Regions from separate parts of the Sus scrofa genome. Here region 1 is linked to region 2. Evidence: chromatin contacts called from public Hi-C data. All regions are on one chromosome and are shown on one strand. Each heading gives the region's core, a stretch centred on a gene start, on an enhancer-like site or on the middle of the called end of the contact. The rest is flanking DNA. Distances are from core to core; before and after follow the strand shown. Region 1 overlaps VGLL3 (vestigial like family member 3). Region 2 holds the start of VGLL3 (vestigial like family member 3).

Region 1 (6,600 bases), core at 4,046-6,545, 35 kb before region 2:
TTGCACTGTTTAGAAACAACCCAATTTAACAGAACTGATACAGATGTTAATAAAATAGCTTTAGTGTCTTTTTTTTTTAAACTATACATTTGAAATGTTTTTCCTAAGACACAGCACATGATTTGATTCCACAGCAGTTTGAAATACTTCAGATGAAGACTACTCCAATCATGTAACAGGACGTCTTACTAACTTACATGTTTTTTGACATGTATCGTTAATATAAACACCCTCTACCCTGAGACTTCACCACTGTGAACTCTGAAGACATAAGGTGGCCATTTGACTCATGAGGTAGTTTTCAGAAATGGAACCAAAGAACAAAGATACCATATTGTTGATTTCAGAGTTTGAGAGTCTGGTATTGAGTTAGGAGAAAAGCCTGAAAGGAACTGCGAACCCACAAACCCAGGCCCTCACTTTAATTCTACCACCACCACCACCTGATCACCAGATCCAGGAATAGAAAAAAAGGAAGTATGAACACAGGAAAGAAATATAGAATAATTAGGAGCAGTAGAGAAGTATTAGCCAAAGATCATATTATTTCCCTTTAAAATTTGAAGTATCTGACTAAAAACAAGGCACCATAACTCATTTTTGTATTTTCTAGCTGAGATTCTGGGGAGGCTGTTACTTCCCAAATTCAACTCCTACAAAAGGCTCTGGGAATAAGGAAATAGAGATGGCAACAGGGTGTGTCTAAACACAAAAAGCTTGGAAACTTCCCCCTTCTTAGTTTCTCTCCACTCCTAGGTTTCCAGTAAAAGATTCTAAAATTTCCATGGGCTACAACAAGGGTCCAAAAGTTAGCTCACAGAGAATTCTGGTGGCCTGCTGGTGTGTCCTATAGCTATGATGTGGCAGAAGAAATGATAGGAGCCATGCCACCTGAGCACCTTGGAATAATCCCAAACATTGGGAAGCTGAACTTGAAGTAGTCATTATCCATTGCTGGGGTGGGTGGGGGGTGGGCACTATACAGAGAATGCACAGAGAAATAGAATGGGGAGAGGGGATATGTTTGCAAACAAAGGCCAAGATGAGAATGAAGTGACAAGGCCAAGAGGCAGACAACAACAACCTCTTAATCAACAATGTTCTTTATGTGACTAATTCAAGAAAAACAGCAGCAATTCCTAGGGAGAGGATGAGCAAAGAATCTGAGAAGAGGCTTCAACTCTAAGTGGAACAGTGTTTTAAATTGAGAGCAGGAGTTCCCTGTGGCCTATAGGTTAAGGACTTGGCATGGTCACTGCTGTGACTTGGGTTGGATCCCTGGCCTGGGAACTTCCACATACTGTGGGTGTGGCCAAACTTTTTTTTTTTAATTAACTGAGATCAAATAAAATGTCATTAGGTTGGCCTACAAAAACTCAAAATTGATGAAGTTAAATTTTCTGCTAGTGGGCAGATATAAATAATAAATTGTGTTACTAAAAATGTTACATTCCAGCACACTTGAGATTTAGGGACAGCGTGATTATCAGGGTCATATTCACTTTTAAGGAAGCGTAACCACTCGACAACATCATTGACTATAGCTCGTCAGTCAGATAAATATGCTTCCAATTAATTTTATCGCTGGAGATAAAAGAGGTAATGTGGCAACCAAGCACTGGTGAACATGCTGTTGAAAAGAAGAGAAGAAAAATAGGAACATAAAAACTGGACGTATGGGTAGAACATTTTAAAACCAAAAAGTAGAGAAAGTACTTAAGTGAATTTTTCATTTCATAGATATTAGGAGTCTAGAAACCCTTATGTATCAGAATGCTTGCTATTAGAGTCTAAGAAGCTGGTAACTTATTTCTACATTGAAAATAAAAAATGAATCCCTGCTTCATCTTTGCTTTCACAAAGTCATAATTATTACAAATATAAACATATACAACACCGTATTAGACGCTATATCAAAATATTCCACCTTCACCAACAAACTATCTAACACTAACACACTGTCAAATGATCACAGACTATGTGATGTGAGACACAGTCATATTATCTTCTCCTACTTTATAAAATTATCGATGCTAATGACCACAAAACTGCATTTGTCTGTCTGAGCCCTGGGGCAATCAGTTTAAACGCCAGTTAAGAATTTCTAAAAAATATTTTCATGGGGGTAACACCTTAACACTAATGAAGGGGAAACAAATAATAGCAAGTGCTATATATTTCAGAAGCTATGATTTCATTTCAGGTGACCATCAAGATAGATCACGTTTAACAACCATGGAGATATCTTTTCACTTGTTTTTAAAAACCACCAAGGAGATATCCTTTCACTTGTTTTTAAAACATCCTTTTTTTTTTTTTTTAAACTTCAGAACATTTCTTTTTTTTTTTTTTTTTTCTCTTTTTGTCTTTCTGTCTTTTTGTCTTTTTGTTGTTGTTGTTGTTGTTGCTATTTCTTGGGCAGCTCCCGCGGCATATGGAGGTTCCCAGGCTAGGGGTCCAATCAGAGCTGTAGCCACCGGCCTACGCCAGAGCCACAGCAACGCGGGATCCGAGCCGCGTCTGCAACCTACACCACAGCTCACGGCAACGCCGGATCGTTAACCCACTGAGCAAGGGCAGGGACGGAACCCGCAACCTCATGGTTCCTAGTCGGATTCGTTAACCACTGCGCCACGACGGGAACTCCCAGAACATTTCTTGTTTAAAAATCAAGTTAGAAATTTCACTCACAGCATGTGGTAGTTCCCAGGCCAGGAATCGAAGCCACACCACAGTGGTAACCGCAGCCATGGCAGTGACAATGCTGGATCCTTAACTTGTTGAGCCACCAGGGAACTCTAACTCATGGAGTATTCAGAATGTGAGAGTTCTACATAATACCCTCTATCATCTCACAACTTGCTGAGTACACTTTGGATGTTCATACATGCTTACACAACTGTTTATACGACATATTTCTTTCAGCAGCAACGTTATCTTGGAAAACCATTTTCTGTCAGTATATATAGTTCAACCCTTTTGGAGGGCTGCACAATATTCATTCTTCCCTATACTACAAATTACCCAATTCTCTATAGGTATTTATCACTTGGATACACACACACATGTGCTAATATATTTGTTCCTTAAATGAATATTTTAGTAGGGAAGAAAAATTCCTGAAACTGTGTTTGTATACTTACTTAACCCAAGCATATATATACTTCACATTTAAATATTTCTTGGAGTTCCTTTTGTGGCTCAGGGGAAATGAATCTGAGCATCCATGAGGATGAGGGTTCGATCCCTGGCCTTGCTCAGTGGGTTAAGGAGCCAGCATTGCAGTAAGCTGTGCTGTACATCACAGACGCAGCTCCGATCTGGTGTTGCTGTGGCTCCAATTCGACCCCTAGCCTGGGAACCTCCATATGCCATGGGTACAGCCCTCAAAAGACAAAAAAACAAAAAATTTCTTTGTGAGTGGTATATGTTTCAGAAAGTTGGTACTAATATTCATATTTTTACTATTTATTATCATTATTATGGATTACTATCTAATTGTCTAATTGTCTCCATTTGCATTTCTTTAAGTATTAGTGGAGCTGAACATTATGTGATCTTGGCATTTCTTCCCTGTGTTTTATATGAGGCCAATTTTCTATGTTTTCAAAAAAGTGACTTCCTCATTGATTTCTAAATGCTTTTTATATATTAGGTATGTTGGCATTTTTTTCTCTCATGTATTACAAGTACTTTTTGCCAATTTGATGAGCACTAAGTATCTCCATACTTAATACTTATATTTTGGACAATAATTATTTTAAGTCATCACAAGTAAGATGTATTCTTGAACAGATCAAAGATTAAATTTATTGACACGAATTATAATTATCCACTTATCATTACAACTCTTACACACTAAAATAATGATACCTAATTATGACAGCATAATAACTGATTAGCAGAGGGAAGGTTTTCAGTGTTTAGAGATGTGGAAATGAGGCACAGCTAGAATTGCCTTAAAATCTCCATGTAGTAGTACTGTCAGAGGTAGTGAGGTTAAAACTGTCTGAACCTGTCAAAATATCTTCAAGTTTAACTTCAAAGAAGGATAGAAATTTAAAGTCTACTGAACCTGACCTTACTAACTGACCATTAGTTACTACTTTATTGGAAGAAGCTCAGTACCTGTACACCTGAGGCCAACATTACAGGTAATGAGCAGTTCAGTGGCCAAGTGTTTCCCACTGCTTCTGGCCCAGACACCAGGCCCTCTCAGCTTGCTTGCCCTCTCAGAACCTTCCTCCCCCTGAAACCACAAACTCATGCATTGAATCGCTAGCCTTTAGCGACAGCTGCCTGCTGACTTGCACACGTTGAAATGCCCAGCTGGAAGGGAAACTGGCAAGTACTTTAAGCATCAGGATATGGAGTTACAAATCTGAACCAGCCATTCTAAAAAAATTGAATGCCTGGGCAAATGCAAAATGTGAATCACAGAGGTAGGTAGTTTTTTATCATAATGGCATTTTACCATCTCAAAATACAAATGTCAGTGTGCTAACCTCTTGGCTGAGAGAAGCTGGGTACCAGAAGGTGCAACATGGCATGTAGACACCCCTCACCAAGTCAGTGACCTCAGTTTCAAAAGCATATAAAAAGAAACTTTGAAGACAGAGACAAAGAATAAAAGAAAAAGGGAATGGGGAAGAGTGAAATGAAATACCCTCTGTAATTTCTTCTACAGACTTTCTTCCAGAACTGGAGAGGAGAAAGACCAAAACGCTTGGATCACTTTTTGTAACTGAAACCACAAGTTATAATACTCTCAAGGGATTCTAACTATCCAGACATCTGTTGGATAACAAATGCAGCCAAACATGCGTCTTTAAAGAGGTTTCTAGGTTATTCAGTGACAGCTTTATGATCCAGAAAATAGATAATCCAACTGGAGGAAGAGCTAATCTGGATCCATTGTTTACCCGTAAAACCTTAATTAAGGACACAACACCAACATAGCAAACATTCTACCAGAAACTAAGAGTTAGGGAAAGACTCTAAAGTTTTAAAAATTACTTCAGAACTGCAGAAATACAATGTACTTTTTATGCCCATTAAGTTTAAGTAATCAATCTCCCCATGAAATCAAAACATATTGGAAAATATTCAGTAAGAATGAGGTATGTTGCATATAGATCAATTCTACACTGACATTAGTAATTTTTCATCTCACTTCTATGTGACACGAACACAAACTCTCTCTCTGACATTTTCCAGAAACGTCTGTCTAATCCAAGCAAACATAAATAGGGTTTCAATGATTGTGAAGATATTACGTGTCACCTGATACTGCTCAAACAAGGCAGCTACGAAAATAAGCATTATAACACATGCTTGTGGTTGACAAAAATTAAATCCCCAGTATATCAGCCTGTAACCAAACAATAAATGGCATATTTTGCCTCTCATCTGTCTCTTGCAAGACTTTTTTTGGTCATCTTTTTGCCAAGGAATTCAGACCATGTTGCCCACAGGCAACTGTTTGTGAAACCTTATATTGTTGATAAATAAAACAATAAGAGAGGAGCTAGGCAGCCAGAAAAGAGAATAAAAAGAATCTGTGCATTCCACACGCCATATAGAATTTTTGTATATAATCTCTGTAGCCTATTTGAAAGTCGATAAAAAATTGTCTGGGGACAAGTTCCGATATAGATTTTTTTCATTAGAGGTGTGTTTCTTTTAGATGTACCCCATATGAGATATAAGAAACAGAAAAGCATTACTGGGAAGATAATTTGCTTATACAAAATACACTGACCTCTGAAACAGGCCCTTCAATGCATTGTGTGGTTCTCATTCAGTCATGTTAGAATTAACTAGGAGTTTTTTCAACCTCTGTAATTTCCCTCTCGGGCAAGCATATAAGCATCTCTTGGGAAGATTTTGTGTAGTTTGACAAAGTCCCCAATCTCAACTAGAGTTAGTTGATTGCAACTCCTTCAGGAAAATAGAAAGATAATGGTGTTACCCAATTTTGCTTGTAATTTTTAAGAAAACATTTTATAAAGTAAGAGATGCCACTCGATTTATAGAGTTATCAATAGAAACTTGTTTCCAAAATTAAAACTAGAAAATGAATCAGTTTTTAGTTTTTTTTGGTTTTTTTTTTTTTTTTTTTTTTTGGTCTTTTTGCCTTTTTCTAAGGCCGCTCCCGTGGCATATGGAGATTCCCAGGCTAGGGGTCTAATCAGAGCTATAGCCACCGGACTACACCAGAGCCACAGCAATGCAGGATCCAAGCCGTGTCTGCAACCTACACCATAGCTCACGGCAACGCCGGATCATCGACCCACTGAGCAAGGCCAGGGATCAAACCTGCAACCTCATGGTTCCTAGTCGGATTTGTTAACCACTGCGCCTCGACAGGAACTCCTAGTTCATATTTTTTAAGGATTAGCACATATTAATGGAGTTTCATTGAATCTAATCATGTGTATAGTCTAACTTCCTTGTTCTGCACATAAAATCTTTTGAATTATGTGAGTACAAGAACAAACATCTCAACAATATATAAGAACAAAAGGATAGAATGTATTTTTTAGTACTCTCTCATCCCACATGATTGAGTGTTTTAAATGGGAAAACTGTTTATAAAAA
Region 2 (6,518 bases), core at 2,998-5,497:
CAAGCTCCAAGGCCAAAGAATCTACTGCATATTAATCTTCTTTATCAAAAAGTTGATTTGGAGCACTAAAGACAAAAATAAGCCTATTGTGCAATAGTAAAAAAAGAAATCTTGGGAGACTGAATGATATGGCGGAAAGATGTTACCATGCCAGGGAGCAGGGAATCCAGTGGTGCTAATTTTGTCACCAGTTAGCTTTGAAATCTTGAGTCAGGCATTTCAACCCCATAAACATCCATTTCCCCATTTGTAAGGAAGGGTTTAAGTATGTTTTTCCAGGGTTTTTCCTAACAAACAGAAACTCGGAGAGATTTTATGACCCAACCAAGGTGGCAGAATCCACAGAAAGAGTTTGCAAAAACTTACACACTTATGACTGGAGTTCTGCCTCCCTAGGGCTTTTAACTCCTTTAAGTGAAAGCACACTTGTTAATTCACCCAGGTGTCACCCTTGAAGAGGACAGAGTAAATATGCTCTAACTTATCTGAAACCCAAGGTGTGATTATTAAAAATCCCTATGCACAGAGAATGGGGGATTGTTCTCCTCTTCTTTCACCGCCTCATCAATGGACTACTGAAAGCTTTGCTTTAAATATCTTCCTAATGTTAACATTATGAATATAAGGGGGAAGGAAGATCAGATCTTAGACAACAGATTGTCTGCATTTAAGATGAGAAATCCACAGGGTATGAAGGGAATCTATGATTTCAACTGTTTTCCTTAATTTTTCCTGACACTTATTTTGAATTTTTTTTTCTCTTCTCTCCTACTGTCACTGTTAGAATATGAGTACATTCCTTTCTGCACATGTTTCTGCAGTGTCATCATGCCTTTGAAGCATGTGCTGAGAGACTGAGGCAAGAGTTCTCCTAAGGAGATGGTAGGGACTGACACGTTAAGGCTACAAAGAGATGGTGGGCACAGGGACCAGAGGCTTCACATACCTCAGCAAAGCCTGGCTTTATAAAGCACACTGTGCAATTTATGCCGAGCCATGCAATTTCTAGGAATTAATGTCAGGGTCTATAAAATTGACTCCTCATATACATTTATATTTTACTTTGATTCCCTTAGCCTACTATATGCCTAAGTAACACATGACAGTGCAGCCTGATGTATAAGCTGTTTTCAAGGCACAAATCTAATACCTACAACGTATAACATGTTCAATTAAAAACTGAAACAGTATTTCCAGTGTACATTGTGCTTTCAGAGGAAAAGCTAAGAGTACATGTGCCTGGTATATGAAGTTCCACCATTTCAAAAAGAATCCCTATTATATAATCATACATTAAGCGGAAAATACACCTATGTGTTTAAAATCTATCATAATAAACCATTATGACATAATAATTTACAAGGCTTTCAGAGATGTATGGATTTGAGAAAAAAATCAGTTCAAAGCTATACTGCAGTAATTGAAAATACAGAAGTGATACAAAACTTTAATGCTCTCTTTTCTAACATTTTATAAATGACCATTAAACTTCCTAACATTTGTATTTCTTGTTCTCAACAAGTCAATTTAGCAAATGCAGTAGGACTTGTAGACCTTATTTTTGTCTCCCAGGCAAGATGCTATTAGGGGTCACTTCCCATGTACGGAGAAAACAATCTTCATGGATAATAATGATAAAACCTTATGGAATGCAAAAACAACCAAAATATGTATTCTCAGATGACTACGTTGGGGCCAAGTCAATATTAGTCCCACTTCACCCACGCACCGCATAGTCTAAAAATGCTGTCAGCCTGATAAGAATTTCCTGATTTATTCCTTTTTCCAATAGAAAATATAGGTCATCAAAATAAACTCCTGACAGTAAAAGAACAGTAGTTACACTACTGTCTTTTTATTTTGCTAGCCAGTTATAGACAAATAGTTTTCTTACTTGAAAAAAGAATAATCTGGAACAAGCCAGTGTAGAAAAGCAACACGAAAATTTCAAGCACACTTCTCAACTAATTTCTTAAGGTCAACAAAGCCTAACATCAACTTAAACAAAATCTACAAAAGCCAAAGGATAGTAGAAATTGATCACTATTTATTAATATTTGTCACTCATCAAGGTGGACAATTCAGGTGAAAAAAAAGCTTTTTTTTTTTAGTTTACTGATGGTCTTAGCAAAATAATGCAATTTGGGAAATGAGTTTTGGTGCTATTGAAAAAGCTAAAGTATCAGAGTTATTTTTTATTGAAAAATAAATGCCATAATTAGTTATTTATACTTTTCCTGATACTGAATTTCACTATCTAGCTCAAAAAAAGTATTTCAATTCTAACCACCACCAGTAATTCGTATTTTAATGGGAATATTTTCACAACTCTGGAAAAAAAAAAAAACCTTATTCACAACTATTCTGCTAAAGTTATTTTTGAAGGGGAAAAATACCTTTCTGAATGTTTAGTAAAGTTTGAGTCTGTTGCCTGTCCACATTCCAACTGATAATTGAAGGCCTCTACAGTCTCTGAGATGGAAGAAAGGAAAGAAGGAAAGGGTGGTTCATCCGGGACAGAGTGTTCATAAAACACACAAAAAGTATATATCCTGCATCTCTTTGTCTCACTTGCTTGACTTGTACCTAAATGGCTTTCTCTCTTACTTGTATCTTTTATATTTAAAGCCAAAGAAAAGCAAACAGCATAACCAAAATGTTTAACCTGTCACCCTTGATCACAAATTACAAAATGCTTTCCCAATCCCTTCCCTAAAAGTAATCTTGCTTTGAAATCCTAAAACTGCTGAATATTAAAAAAAAAAAAAAGATAGTAAGAAAATGGGACTTAGTTGGTCCTGTTTAAGCTCATACAAGCTCATACTGTTTAGCAGATAAATCTAAAGTATATACCCTTCTGGAATCAGCTGAATTTCAGTCCCTAAATTCTGAACAGAAGTTACATTTCTTTCTAAAGAGTAGCACAATAAATGTAGTAAAGAGGCAGAGGTAGAGGAAAAAGAGAAATTAAGTGTCCAGATTAATTGAAGAGCCAAACCCTGAAAACCACAATAGAACACATGGTTTTTAAGAAACTAAAAAAGATCAATCAATAAATTTTGTGGATGTTAACACTGGAACCATATCTAAATCCCTGATAGGTGTCTCCACCTCAGAGAATAGAAATTGTATTTTTTTTAAGTCTTACCAAATCAACACACCCTAATTCCCAAAGTCTGAGGACCGTATTTTGGCACAGCCCCTGGCCACATGCTCACATACATGTTCCACATAACGCTAACTAAGCTTTGACACACACTCTGTTGGCATCGAGAAAGGAATGTCCAGGGGTACCTTGTGCTAAATTCCTTAGGACCCTACTCTTCCTTCTGAAAGAAATGAATCATCTCCCTAATTCCTGAACTCTTTTTTTATCAGACAGCATTCAGTCACCCTTGGAGTGGTGTAGATCCAGCATCCACTGATACAAGATTACACCTTGGCTGGGAAAGAGAAGGGTTCCAGCCAGTAGACTGAACCATAACACTTCTCTGCTTTGATGGAATTAAAAATGAAAGAGGTATTCGGGGATCAATCCCTATCCTCTAAGTCACAGTATGGGAAGAAGACAGACTTTACAGAGAACTTCTAGTAACACTGGATAGATAATAAATTAGACCCATGTTCCACTAGCAAAGTCCCAGAAAAGTCATTCTATGAGTTCACTGTCCAGGGAGATTCCCCTAGGTCAGTGACACATTTCATCCCTTCAATCAAGAAAACCCTGAAACACTTTACCTTTCAGAGAAAACAAAATATTTGGTTTAAGTTTACTCACATACTCCTAAGACAGATGCCCTTGGCAAGCTTCAGAGAACTGAGCCCTAAGAGTAGGGTGGCTATGAGGAATAGCCTCTGAGCTCCAGTGACAACAGCTCACTGAAGCCCCTAGCCAGGTAACGCCTCATTTCGAATCCCTACCTGTCCACCTGACTGCTTGTCCCTTTCTGAAGCCTTGTCTCCTCTCTTCTTATGGCTTTCCGCTCAAGGGCGCTCCTTCAAGTCTCAGAGCATCCTCCGCGCTACCCGTCCCAGAGGGACAGCGCGGGATCCCAAGACCGATACTCTCGGTGCCCCTCGCCCCCGCCCCCGGCAGGCTGCCCGGTCGCTGACTCACCTGCTGGCCAGGTTGGGGCGCCGGGTGGTAATAAGCTGTGGGGCAGGTTGCAGCTGCCACAGGGTTGGGCAGATACTGGGGCGCTCCATACGGCTGGGGGTGATACATCACCTCCGCACAACTCATGGCAGCCGGGGCAGCGGCGGCCCCGGAGCTGCGGCCGCCGCTCTACGCGCTAGCGCAACCGGCGCCGGCGCCGCAGCTGCTGCCTCTGTCGCAGCTCCAGCTGCTACTACGGCGAAGGCGGGTCCTCGGCGGCCGCGGGCTCCGCGCGGGGCGCGGGCTCGGGAGGGGTTGGCAGTCAGCGGGGGCCCATGCGCGGGCACCCTCATCTTCAGCCCCTCCGGGTGGTGTCCCCTGGCCTGCGCTTATAGAGCGACTCGGGGACGCACTGGCCCGCCGCGCGGCGGGGGCATGACAGTGCAGGGCTCCGGCGAGGGCTGCGGCACCCCAAGCAGCGCCAGCCGCTGCCGCAGCCCCGTCCGGGTCGCGCAGACCTGGGGAGCTGGCCTCTGGTTTGCATATACACAATGCACGCCCGGGGCTCGTCCTATCGCTGGCGATCCCGGCTGGGCGAGGACCGGGAGGCGGGGGCAGAGGGAGGGCAGAGGAGGAGGGGGAGCACCTCGCCTTCCCGGGCTCTGAAGCGGAGCTCAGCGAAGTTCCTTCGACTCCGTCAGTGGCGGGCGGGTCACCCAGCAGGGGACCCCGGGGAGGGCCGGCCGCGGATTGGAGCAAAGTTGGAGGCCCTCTCCGCCTCCTGGCAGTTGGGCGGTGGTAGGCGGGAATGGTATGCGAGAGGCTCCACGCCCTTAAAGCTCCGCGGGTTCCCACCCTGTCTCCTGTCACCTGGCCGCCAGGGCAAGGGCTTCCCAGACACAAGGAAATTTACAAGGAACACCAACGTAGAGGCCAAGGCTAAACGAAGGGCAAGTGCACGAAGGGGTAAAGCAGAGTAGGCGCAAAATAAACTGGGATTAGCTCCTACATTAAATATAACCATAAGTGAAAGTTAACTTCATTGCAAGTGCACACATGCCAAGAATGCAACACGGTTTTCTACAAGCAATCTCCGCTTCAAGTTTACACGTTCATGGTATGACGCCCTTGTGGGATGTCAACCTCTTCTGGCTTTTTCAGCCTGGTTGCCATAGAGCAACAGACAACAACAGTCGATTAAACCCATCTAGCTATTATTTAAAGGTTTATTTATGTGCAAGTGGCTTACAGCCCTCTCTGAAATGAAAATGTTCCTAGAATACAATATATTTCAATATAATCAGATAAAGTAAAAAAAGAATTATACCTATTTTATAAATAAACAAACTCTCTGACCTTTAACAAGTATATATGACACAGAACATTCTCTTTGTTTTACACAGATTGTCCTTTGAGGAGAAGTTAACCAGGATGTCAAAATACTGATGGTAGTAATGGGCTGACCTGTGTCCCCCAAAATTCATGTGTTAAAGCCTAGCCCCCAGTGTGACTGTGTTTGGAAACAAAGCCTACCAGGAGGTAATTAAGGTTAAAAACGAAGTCATAAAAATGGGGCCCTAATCTAGGACTGGTGTCCTTATGAAGAGGAAAAGATACTAGAGATCTGTCTGCTTTAGCACAGAGGAAAGGCCTTGTGATATCCAGTGAGATTCATCCTTCATCTTCCTCAGTCTACAAGCCAGAAAGAGAAGCCTCACCAAAAGTTATCTCTGAGGATACTATGATCTTGGATTTTAGCCTCCAAAGCTGTGACAAAATAATTTCTGTATTTAAGCCACCTAGTCTGTGGTATTTTGTTATGGCAGCCCTAGCAAACTAATACATAGGTACAGCACCAATATATTGTTTATATTCTTAATCTTTATATAAATGTGTATGTGGTTATGTATAACTACACAGACACACAAGAATATAAATGCATATATACTCACACATGCCCTCACTCATAAACTCAAATACACAAACTATAATAACTGGATAGGAACTCTTTGCTACTCATAGCAGCTCCTATTTACTCATTCTTTCATCCATTGAATATTAAAAATATATTCAATAAGGGCTTTCACAGTTTAGACTTTGTGTTCTTTGTAATGGAAGAGTGGTCCCATCAGTAAGATATATGCAAATTTACTTGAAATGTTTATTACTGCCTTTTCTCAAGTTGACAACCATCAGTCCTACCCCTCTTCTGTGTTCTAGATTCATCTATTCAGCTTCTGTTTGGGTGGCTTCATATAGATATTCCATAGGAACCTCAGTCTTAATGGCACTAATATTTTCCCCACAGACCCAACCTGATTCTCCTGTTTTCACCTCCATTTCAGGTGTTGAAACTCCCACCCTTGCTGCTGAGCTAGAAATCTGGGAATATCCAACATGCCTATCTTCTTACAGTCCCAAC

The links. A called contact is a pair of places that touch in the nucleus more often than the background predicts.
Region 1: a Hi-C map of fetal skeletal muscle shows a contact between it and region 2, with 2.1 times the contacts expected there. The contact joins the enhancer-like site here to the promoter of VGLL3 in region 2. A contact is called at or near these places in 4 of 47 Hi-C or Micro-C datasets (adipocytes, embryonic fibroblasts, fetal skeletal muscle and 1 more).

Annotation. Positions count from the first base shown.
Region 1 is chr13:168,824,311-168,830,910 of Sscrofa11.1, reverse strand. The region is part of intron 3 of VGLL3 (vestigial like family member 3); the gene reads right to left. Among named protein-coding and RNA genes, the nearest start is that of VGLL3, 37 kb to the right of the region's middle. Within about 2 kb of position 5,295, at least 1 of the 83 cell types and tissues checked has an H3K27ac peak or open chromatin away from gene starts, as enhancers often do. A contact at or near this core is called in fetal skeletal muscle, where this site is marked.
Region 2 is chr13:168,788,305-168,794,822 of Sscrofa11.1, reverse strand. VGLL3 (vestigial like family member 3) reads right to left here and starts at 4,247. Exons shown (of 4, transcript NM_001143929.1): 1 at 4,118-4,247. The coding sequence starts at 4,243.